Linked DNA regions of Pan troglodytes: all the other regions are linked to region 2. The links are chromatin contacts, called in public Hi-C maps. All regions are on one chromosome and are shown on one strand. Each heading gives the region's core, a stretch centred on a gene start, on an enhancer-like site or on the middle of the called end of the contact. The rest is flanking DNA. Distances are from core to core; before and after follow the strand shown.

Evidence for each region. A called contact is a pair of places that touch in the nucleus more often than the background predicts.
Region 1: a Hi-C map of stem cell-derived neural progenitor cells shows a contact between it and region 2, with 2.7 times the contacts expected there. The contact joins the promoter of HELZ here to the enhancer-like site in region 2. A contact is called at or near these places in 1 of 7 Hi-C or Micro-C datasets (stem cell-derived neural progenitor cells) and 1 of 1 datasets of contacts at active chromatin or transcription factors (stem cell-derived excitatory neurons).
Region 3: a contact with region 2 is called in a Hi-C map of stem cell-derived neural progenitor cells, with 4 times the contacts expected there. The contact joins the promoter of PSMD12 here to the enhancer-like site in region 2. A contact is called at or near these places in 1 of 7 Hi-C or Micro-C datasets (stem cell-derived neural progenitor cells) and 1 of 1 datasets of contacts at active chromatin or transcription factors (stem cell-derived excitatory neurons).

Annotation. Positions count from the first base shown.
Region 1 is chr19:80,224,094-80,227,408 of NHGRI_mPanTro3-v2.0_pri, reverse strand. HELZ (helicase with zinc finger) reads left to right here and starts at 1,827. Exons shown (of 33, transcript XM_054670615.2): 1 at 1,827-2,017.
Region 2 is chr19:79,695,965-79,699,273 of NHGRI_mPanTro3-v2.0_pri, reverse strand. The region is part of intron 8 of PRKCA (protein kinase C alpha); the gene reads right to left. Among named protein-coding and RNA genes, the nearest start is that of MIR634, 71 kb to the left of the region's middle. Within about 2 kb of position 1,618, at least 7 of the 24 cell types and tissues checked have an H3K27ac peak or open chromatin away from gene starts, as enhancers often do. A contact at or near this core is called in stem cell-derived neural progenitor cells, where this site is marked.
Region 3 is chr19:80,344,362-80,347,856 of NHGRI_mPanTro3-v2.0_pri, reverse strand. It overlaps PSMD12 (proteasome 26S subunit, non-ATPase 12), which reads left to right and starts at 1,370. Exons shown (of 11, transcript XM_511639.9): 1 at 1,370-1,814. The coding sequence starts at 1,707.

The DNA.
Region 1 (3,315 bases), core at 578-3,077, 530 kb before region 2:
AGCCGGGCGCAGTGGCGGACGCCTGTAATCCCAGCTACTCAGGAGGTTGAGGCAGAGAACAGCTTGAACCTGGAAGGCGGAGGTTGCAGTGAATTGAGATCGCGCTACTGCACTCTAGCCTGGTCGACAGAACAAGACTCTGTCAAAGAAAAGATAATCAGAAGATATGGGGGAATAGGGTTCTCACTGGAAGGAAGCTTGGGGCGCTGCAGGGAAAGAGAGAAGGCCAGCCTGGACCACTGCTGGTGAGGGAAGGTGGGGCCACCTCACACAGGAGCTTGTAGGCCAAGGTTGGGAATCTGGGTTTTATTCCAAGGTTTCAGCAGAGAAGTCTCGATCTGATTTACATTCATCAAATATCACAGGGTTGGTCAGGTGGAGGATGCATTGTAGGTATCCAGGAGGGGCAGGGAGAAGAGTCGGCAGGCCGTCCCAGCTCAGGCAACAGGCGGTGTATTTGACAAGGTTGGGCTTGGATGCACACACTGGAGGCAGTGAATGGGTTGGGCAGTCACACAAACTGAACACTTATTTGGGTCAATGCCTATACAAGGCAAAGAAAGGCTGCCTATCAAAGAAACGTGTTTGGGAGACACAGTCCTTGCCCTCAGCTTATTTCCTGTTTACTTATATTAGGTGGGTGCAAAAGTCACTGTGGCTTTTGTCATTACTTTTGCATAAACTCAGACCACATACCTAAAGGTGCCATGCAAACAAAACCACCATTAAGCCAGTGCATACCAGTGGCTAAATAAGTGCAAAAGAGGAATTGGAAAAGAAGCACCTGGGGTACCCTGGAAAGAGACGTTGGAGCCTTCTTCAGACGGGCCAAGCATTCCCTTTTCCGGCAGGAGGGGCGCTGCCTCCCCCCAGCCTAGCCCATGCCCTTGGTGGCTACCTTGCTGGGCCGTCTAAGAACCTGGCTCCAGGCTCCAGTTTCTCCACTTACTCCGAGGTGAGAAGCGGGTGACTCAGGGGAGGTTGCTCCCCAGCACGCTGCGTTCTTGGCTGGGAATGACTCACTACCTCGTTCCCTCCTTCACGAGTGACCCGGGGCCAATCCCTTAATGTGTCTACACCTTCTCATCAGACCGGGACAATTGCCTGGTGGAGTTTTTGGCTCCCCAGGGGCAGGGCTCCTGTCTGCCACCGTCCACGTTCCTAGTGAGGCTGTTGATAGGGTCTGGAGGAGCGTAAAATCTTCGGGTAGATCCAAGGCCCCAGGCCCTCCCCGTGCACCGAAAGAGGGTTTTAATGCCAGTGCTTCTGCGTTCTTCTAAAGGTAGAGCCGTTCAACAGCATTTTGTACCGAATACAATTCGCAAGCATTCCTGTCTTGGAGGATTTTCTTTTGGGTATCTCCTTGTTGTAAAAACTTGCTTGGAAAAAAAAAAAAAAAGCAACTGGAGCAGGCCTCCAAAGACAGCAAAGCAGGGACCAGAGGCTCTGGGGAGAGCGCGGGAGGAGGCTGACCAAGGGGCCTCCGTTGCTGGGGGGACCTGGGCGGCTGGACGCCGGGGTCAGTACGCTGCTCGCCCCGCGCAGCCGAAAGCGGGCGTGGTGTCGCGGGGAGAGGATGCCCGGCAGCAGTGTGGCCGGCGGGCTGGGGGTACTCGCCCAGGTCAGAGACCTCAGCCCGCACCAAGGCGCCCCGCACTTTCCAGCGCAGCGGGTCGCAGCCCGGAGACGCCGGGCGTCCCCACCTCCAGCCTCCCGAGCTGCAGCGGCGCCCGCGGTTCTCCCCCGGCCCGCCAGGTGGACCCGGACTGGCGCACCCTGCTCTCCGCCCGGGACCCTCCCCCGAGCCCTGGCTGCCTCCGCGCCCCGCCCCGCCCGGAGCCCGCAGCCCGCGCCCCGGATTACCTGCCCCGGAGTCACAGTCCGCAGCCCGGACGCTCCCAGGGTGGCTCCGCGGAGCCTGGAGCCACATTCCTAGGGGAGGGGTCCCCACCTAGAGGGTCGCGGATCACGTTACCCGCCCGGAGGAGGAGACCGCGGGACACAGAGTAAACAAGGGGTAAAAAGTTGCATTTGGCTCAATTTTTTTTTAAAATCGTGCTTCGACGCTGGTGGACTCGGGGACACGGCGTCCTCCCAGCTCCCGGAGCCCAACGGCCCCGGGGCGGTTTCCCAGGGCAGAGGCACCTCTCCGGGCGGCGGGTGCGGAGCTGGTCTGCGCGGCCCTGAAGGCGACCCCGGCCGCTCGCGGGCTTCCTGGAAGCGCGGCCGCAGGAGCAGAAACGCTCACATCTACGCGCACAAATAAATCCGCGAGCAGCTCCGCGCCGCGCCGCGGGCGGCAAGGAAACCTCGGGTTGATTCAATGCAGACGCGGGGCGTCTGCCCGGGCAGGAACGCGGCGAGGCGAGAGGACCGGGCGTGGGGGCAGGGAGGCCGGGGCAGGAGAAAGGGAGAAAACCCCAAAGCCACGTTTTAAAAATGCGGGTGAATTTTCAATGCCGTCAGCCCGGGGGAGGGGAAGGGGCCAGCTGCGGGCGCCGGGGTCGGCGGTCCACCCGGGGCAACTTTCCGGGCGGGAGGCGCGGCCGGAGGGGGCGGCGCCGGCGGCGGGAGGCGGGAGTCGGGGGCCGAGGGGAGTCACTTTAAAGGCTCTTTCTTACCCATAATGCTTTGTGGGGACGTTGACAAGTGGATCCAAGATGGCGTAGAAAGTAATGACAGGTAAGTCCTGACTTCCCCCTTCTCTGCTCCTGGGGCCGCTCCGCGAGCTCCCGGAGCTCTCCGGGGAGGGGACCCGACTCCCCTCCGGTGTCCCGGACCCCGGGCGCGGCGGCCCCGGGGCAGGCTGGGGGCCGGGGCGGCCCGCGGCTGGGCCTGGGAAGCGCGGCTCTTCGAGGCGAGGCCCGGACGCTGGGGCTGTTTACAGCTTCTTCCCCTACTTAGTCCCCTTCCCCTCCGTTGGGGCCCGCAGCGTCCTGGGCCCTGGCAGGAGAGGGGGCCTTGCACGCCCGGCCCGGGAGCCTGTGGGAGGTTTCTCCGGCCCAGAGCACTCTGGGAGGGGGACTCGAGCCTCCCGGCACGTTCCCCTCCTCCGGGTCGCGGCTGGGGGTGGGGAGCGTGCGGGCCTCCCACGCCCCGCTTGATGCCCCCCTCAGGCCTCGGACTTCCACCGGGTGTGGCGGGAGCTGGAGCGGGGGCGTGGGGAAAAGTGGGTCAGGGGTGCGCCCCCTCCCTCCCCCGCGGAGGGCTCTCGGCCCGAGATTCACTTTCTTCCCCCCTTTCCCCGCCCCCTCCTCGGAAATGCTCTTTGGCCCACAAGCACGTCAACAAAAATAAAGATAGGCTCTCTTTTCC
Region 2 (3,309 bases), core at 369-2,868:
CCCTGTGCTAAGGTTGCCCCATCTGGGCTGTAATCTTTGACTAACAGCAGGAGGATGACAGAGCTTTTAGAATTCAAAGCAACTTGGGGATAGTCTCATCAAGGCTGCCCATGTTACAGATGAGGAGAATGAGCCCAGGGGGCACCGTGATATGTCTAAATCAGTTTTCCATCCTGAGCTCTGAATCCAGAACTCCGGCCTTTGAACCTAGTGCTCTTCCTCCTATATCGAGGGTGAACAAACTTTTTCTGTAAAGGTCCAGATAGTAAATATCTGTGGCTTTGTGGGCCAAATACTGTCTCTGTTGTAACTCTCCAACTCTGCCATTGTAGCTCGAAAGCTACAAAAGTGAGTAAAGGAGGGAAGGTGTTCCAATAAGGCCTTAATGGTGAAGACAGGCAGCCGCTGGGGTCTGGGCTGTGGATTGCAGTTTGATGACCCTTGCCCTGTATCATGCAGGTTCTCAAATCATTCATCCTCATTTGCAGTTAGATTTCAGTACAATGTCTGTACCTTCTTAATCTATCAGAACAGTGACAATTAAGAATCTCAAGAGCACTAGAATTAAATCACTATTCAGGCTCTTCCACAATGCTTGCTATGCCAGGCAGCACAGGAAAAGGAAATTTTGCAGCCAAACAATGGTGGTGAATGAAGTATGTATTCAGCAGAGCAAAATTTAAGGGCAACACATTCAATCGTTTTCTTAACAAGAAACATTTTCATGGACACACCCACTTTGGCTGTTGCCACGGTTAAAATAAATTCACAGGCAGCGAGAGGGCCTCCGTTGTCATGGCAACTGAGCCATTCTCCAAGGAGAAACGTGGGACCCTGATGTGTTGGCACTTTGCCAGATGTGGAAACTGCGAAGTGCTTGGTTCTTTTCATACCACATAATATTCACCTCTAGTATCCCGGTGTGTGATTTTCTTTGCAGCCAACCAAATTTTTCCCTGTTTCCCAGATTTGTCTGTTGATAATTGACACATCTGTTAGGATCGCTAATCTTGGTGGTGCACCCCTTGTCTCACCTGCTAAACACCTCCTGGAAAGGCGGTTTGCCCTTGTACCGCGTTCTCCCCAATTGCTAAATCTCCAGGCTTACATGAGGATTCCCCACCAATGACCTTAAGTTTTTCCATCTGCAACAATGTTTTTCTCCCACCAGGGAGCTAGCTGATGGCACACTTGCATCTGATGCCCAGCTTAGAGGAAGGCCCAGTGCACACTGCAACAGCCATGACATAGCATTGTTCGAGAACTTTGGGCACTCAATCATTTTTGGAAACCTATTCCTTTTCCTGCTCGAATGCTCCCCTTTGGAATTACCACCACACTGGCTTTATGGGTTGGCTGTGGCAGGGTCAAGAATCACATGAACTCAGAAACATCATCAAAGTAAATAGTTTTTCAGACTGTCAGCAACATGGCTTCGAAGTGGGTAATTCTCTGGTGCTAAAAAAAAAAACCCGGGGAGATAGAAAATGGGCTGGGGCCCCGTGCAAGCAAGAATAGACTGAAGGAGCCATCCAGCTCTTGGGAAACCCTTGACTTCTTTGCAGCACACTGAAGATCCTCTAAAGCCAAGAAGCAATGGGGAGCACAAGGTGGTGATCTCATCTCTATGTCCACTAAAATGTAAAGACATCCAGGCAACAGTTGATTGCTGTTTGTTGTGTGCAGGTGTCATGGAATCTTTCATTTGCAAATCTTTACTGCCCTCTTGTGGTATTCAGTTTCTGAAGCAACTGCATTTTGGCTGGGATCTTTTAGCAGAGATCCACCTAAGATTCACTAGTCTGCCTTACCGAGGTGAAGTCCCAGTAAATGGGGCAAGATGGCACAAACAAGACACAAAATTGTATCTACGCAGATGCAAAAAAAAAACTGTATCCTTTATAGTAGATGACCTGAATCACTCATGTAAGTGCCAGGACTTTGCAAAATGCCAACGGAACTATAGAGTGCCAACGGAACTACAGATGCCAAAAGTGGGTTTTAAGATCTCTGGGTGCTCTATTTCTAGAAAACAAAGATCCAAACAGTTATAGGCCTTTCTGTGTCTCCCGAATCTTTCCAAACCCTTGACTGGGTGCAGACTCTGCAAGCCACAGATCCAAGAAAGGGCCTGGGGGGAAGGGAGGCAGTGAGGGCTGCAGGGGGCCCTGGAGTGGTCCGAGGGAGCCACGGTGTTTATCTTAGAAACAAAGAACGACCTGGAAAATAGTGAGAAGTAACGACAGTTACATGAGGGCAGAGTTCAATGAAAAAGCCACTTCTGGGAAAATCCAATTGAAGCTAAGCGAGCACAGAACAGCAGCTCCTGAAGTCAATAAAAAACAGTAACAAAAAACGCACCCAAGCTATAACTGGCAATAAAGCCCAGTTCCCCAAGGAAGAAGGTTCCAGAGCCTTCCCTCCATGGCTGTGCAGCTGCTGCAGAAAGGAAAAACAGGATGACTGGGCATCCTCACAGAGAAAAAAAAACAACCAAAAAACAAAACACATCCTATCCCCGAAATGCTGGATACACTGCTCAACTACTCAACGGAAAATTTTTATAAAATGTCTCTGACAGGAGCAAGCAATTTGAAAGCAAGGCCGACTGTCATTAAATTTAGCACAATATTTCCATAATCATTGATTTCATCCTACCCTCACTGAGCCTTTCTAATCCACACCAGTTTTTAAAACCGAGGGGCCTAATTATAGCTCAATGGGACACCTGCTTCCAAGGCTAGCAGCAGCTGCACTGTTCTGGGCTATTCTCTGGGCCCTCTGTGTCAGGCAGCTCACTAGGCGCTCAGGAAGGTGACAAGCATGGGATCTGGGGTCTGCCAGCAGCGGTCTGGGACACCAGTAAAGGCACTGCACACTTCTCTGAGGCCTGTTTCTTCATCTGTAAAATGGGTCAACACTCCCTTTCTCGTCCTGCAGGCTTGGGAGCCTCGCCATCCTGCAGTGGTGAGGGAGTGATCAGAGCTCGGGGCCGGTGGCTGCTGCCGTTCTGAGTAGTCTCGCCACAGCCATCGCCTGCTGCCAGGTGGCAGCGTCAGAAGACAAATTTCCATTCCAGGAAGGGGGAAGAGACGAGGGGGTGGAACAGTGAGACCTCTCCTAAAAAGACAGGGGCTTCCCAGCTGCCCTCAGGGGACTTGGACAGGACTGAGGAGCTGGTCTCCAGCAGGAGGGGCTGCCTGAGGGCAAGGTGGAGGTAGGTGTTTCCTGTCTCCAACGGTGGGCACAGGCCTGAGGGCACAAGGGCAGCTGAGGTCAGGACACTTTTCCCTTTACACATGGTATTTG
Region 3 (3,495 bases), core at 121-2,620, 650 kb before region 2:
GGCTTGTTGCTCACCATTTTGGAAAATGTCACCAACAATAGGCCCTTACCATGCTTCAGGAACCAAGAGAACACACCTGTTGCAGTTGCAGCTTTTACATTTATAGTTATTGTGTATGGGTGTAAATAACTACTTCCTTGTATTTTCCACTGTAGACATGTTTTAGCCCTTATCTCTTGAAATATATATTATTTTGCTATTTTAAAATTTGTTTCTTGGTTGGGCACAGTGGCTCACACCTGTAATCTCAGCACTTTAGGAGGCCAAGGTGAGAGGACTGCTTGAGGCCAGGTGTTTGAGACCAGCCTGGGCTACGTAGTATAGCTGCTATCTCTACAAAAATAAAAAAAGGTAAAATTTGTTTCTCCTCTACATTACAGATTATAGCTGAGATATTGTCTTATTTTGCTTGTAGATGGTTTATATTTTCCCTGATTTTCATTGCAGTTAAAACAAACAAAGAGATCTATTCAGCATCTATAAAGCGATGTCGGCACTAATTAAATTGAGAACCACTAACATAATAGATAAACCACTCCAAGATTTCCCGTTTTACTGTTTGCTTTCCAGGCTGCTGTTGACCATATGCCCACACCAAACACAACCTCATTCCCATTTTCTTTACTTTTCTTTTTTTTTTTTTTTTTTTTTTTTGAGACGGAGTCTTGCTCTGTCGCCCAGGCTGGAGTGCAGTGGTGCAATCTCGCCGGCTCACTGCAAGCTTCGCCTCCCGGGTTCACGCCATTCTCCTGCCTCAGCCTCCCGAGTAGCTGGGGACTACAGGCGCCCGCCACCACGCCCGGCTAATTTTTTGTATTTTTAGTAGAGACGGGGTTTCACCGTGTTAGCCACGATGGTCTCGATCTCCTGACCTCATGATCCGCCCGCCTCAGCCTCCCAAAGGGCTGGGGTTACAGGCGTGAGCCACCGCGCCTGGCCTCATTTCCATTTTCAAGGATCCTAAGCTTTTTTAAGATCTCAAGCTATTTTCTAGGGACCAGCATGGTATGAATGATAACACATAAAACCTGTAAGGCCCTTAAGAATTGAAATTGTCTCACATGTCATCTAGTTTGATGCTCACGAAAATCCTATAGGGATAACAAATATGTGTTTTTAACTTTTCTTTTTACCAACTTAGTGGATTACAGTGAAAATGAAAACAAAGAGAAAAACCACTTTGCTTATTAAATGACTGAGCTGCTGCCATATCTTCTCTTAGGAGCTTTCAGAGATCCCACAGAGTAAGCCACCAAGATTCTCAAGTAGATAAAACCTTAGAATTTTCTATTTTAAGGTTTATTTTAGCCTCCTGATGTAGAGATGAGAAAACCGAGATCCAAGAAAAGCGACTGGCCACGGTCCTGAGAAATCATATTTCGAAGCAGGGGTGTAGGGGTATATGAGATGGTCTGTTCTATTACACTCGCTTTTCTCATCGCAAATTTTAGATAAAAAGTCTGATGTTCCCAGAGACAAAACCTGACGCTGCAGGCTGGAGTGGCGAGTCCCGCCCCGCGCGCCTCAAGCCCCACCCCCAGGCTGTCCGCGGCAGTGCCTGAGTGGCAACCAGCGCCGGGGACCTCGAGGGGTCCTTCGCGTGGGCTCCCGATGGGCTGCCTGAGCGGGTGCGCGGGCAACTTCCGGTGTGGGTGACGAGTGGTGGCCGAAGCAGGGGTACAGCAAGGGACGCTCAGGCGGGGACCATGGCGGACGGCGGCTCGGAGCGGGCTGACGGGCGCATCGTCAAGATGGAGGTGGACTACAGCGCCACGGTGGATCAGCGCCTACCCGAGTGTGCGAAGCTAGCCAAGGTGAGGAGAGGCCGGCTGGCTGTTGGCGGGCGCCAGGGGCTGAGTCACGGCGCGGAGCCTGCTTAGGCCTCAGGGGGCCTGCGGGCTGGAGCGTGCACCCCCCAATGCCTGTCCAGCCCTAGTTGGGCCTGCACGAGTGGGAGACCCCAGGTCGGCCCGGCCAGGGCTGCGGAGTACGCCAGCGCCTATAGCTTCCCAGACCCTCCCCAAAACAGATGGTCACTTCCCTCCGTGGGACTTAGGGCTCCGTTTAACTTTTTGCCGTTTCTTGGATGCTGTTTAAGTGATATTTACCTTAGTAGTTTCCCAGGGGTTAAGGCCGCTTCAGTATTCAGGCTAGATCAGAGAGTTTCGTTCTGTTGCTGTTGCTCAATCAATTTATGTCGTTACATCGTTTGTGGATCATGGCTATGTGCCTGGTCTTTGGCCAGGAGAAGGGGCAGGAAAGTGATAGTACGAAGATGACTAACACAGGACCCTGTCCTTTAGGAGTTGATGTACGTGATGAATTAGTCAAGTCATGCATGGTGGTGAGGGCCATACAAGGGGAAAGTGTTACTGGAACACCGAGAAGGAAGCTATGCATTCTTAATGGTGCCATAAGGGAAGGTTTCACAGGAAGGCTGACGTTTGTATTGGGTCTTGAAGAATTAGTAAGATTGAGGTGGGGTGGAGTCATTACTGAAGACAGAACTACAAAAGTAAAGACAAGTAGGCACTATAAGAGTTTAACGGGCTTTCCAAGAAACAAGGATGGAGAAAGGTGATAAAGTTGGTACGTATGTATATCTTAGGTTCAGTATGCTTGCTGAGGGGGAGCCACAAATTCATTAAGAGCTTTCTAGCAGCTAGCATCAACAAACATCAGTTACATAAGGGTGGGAAAACTCAGCCGCCTCCAATGCCAGACAGATAACAATAACTGATATTTGTTGAGTAGTTTCTGCAGTGTCAGGCACCGTGCTTACATGCACTAAGCCATTTGATCCTCACCTCAGCCCTATACGATGGCTATTACTATTATCCTTATTTTACAGGTAAGAAAACTTGGGCTAGAAAAAGTTGAATCACATGCCCCAAGATCGTACAGCTAGTAAAGTGGTGAAGCCAAGAAGCAAACCCAGGCAGACCGATTCTAGATTCTGGAGCTGGTGCCCTCACACACCATGCTGTCCTGCCTAGAAGCCTATTGTAGTGAAAACCTGAACTCTTTTTTTTTTTTTTTTTTTTTTTTGAGACGGAGTTTCACTTTTTTCACCCAGGATGGAGTGCAGTGGCGCAGTCTTGGCTGACTGCAACCCCTGCCTCCCGGGTTCAAACGATTCTCCTGCCTCCGCCTCCCGAGTAGCTAGGACTACAGGTGCCACCACGCCCGGCTAATTTTTGTACTTTTAGTAGAGACGGGGTTTCACTACGTTGGCCAGGCTGGTCGTACGCGACCTCCTGACCTAAAGTGATCCACCCACCTCTGCCTGCCAAAGTGCTGGGATTACAGGCGTGAGCCACCGCGGCTGGCCAAAAACCTGAACTTTCGAGCACCTGCCCAGGAAAAGGAGGCGGCAGATCTTCACCTTCAGATAATCTTTGCCAATTGGGGATGAAGGCCGAGTATTGTCGATGCTGCTAATTTGAGGGAGAAACCAGGAAGATGAATTTCTCATTAAATACGTTAATATTTAGA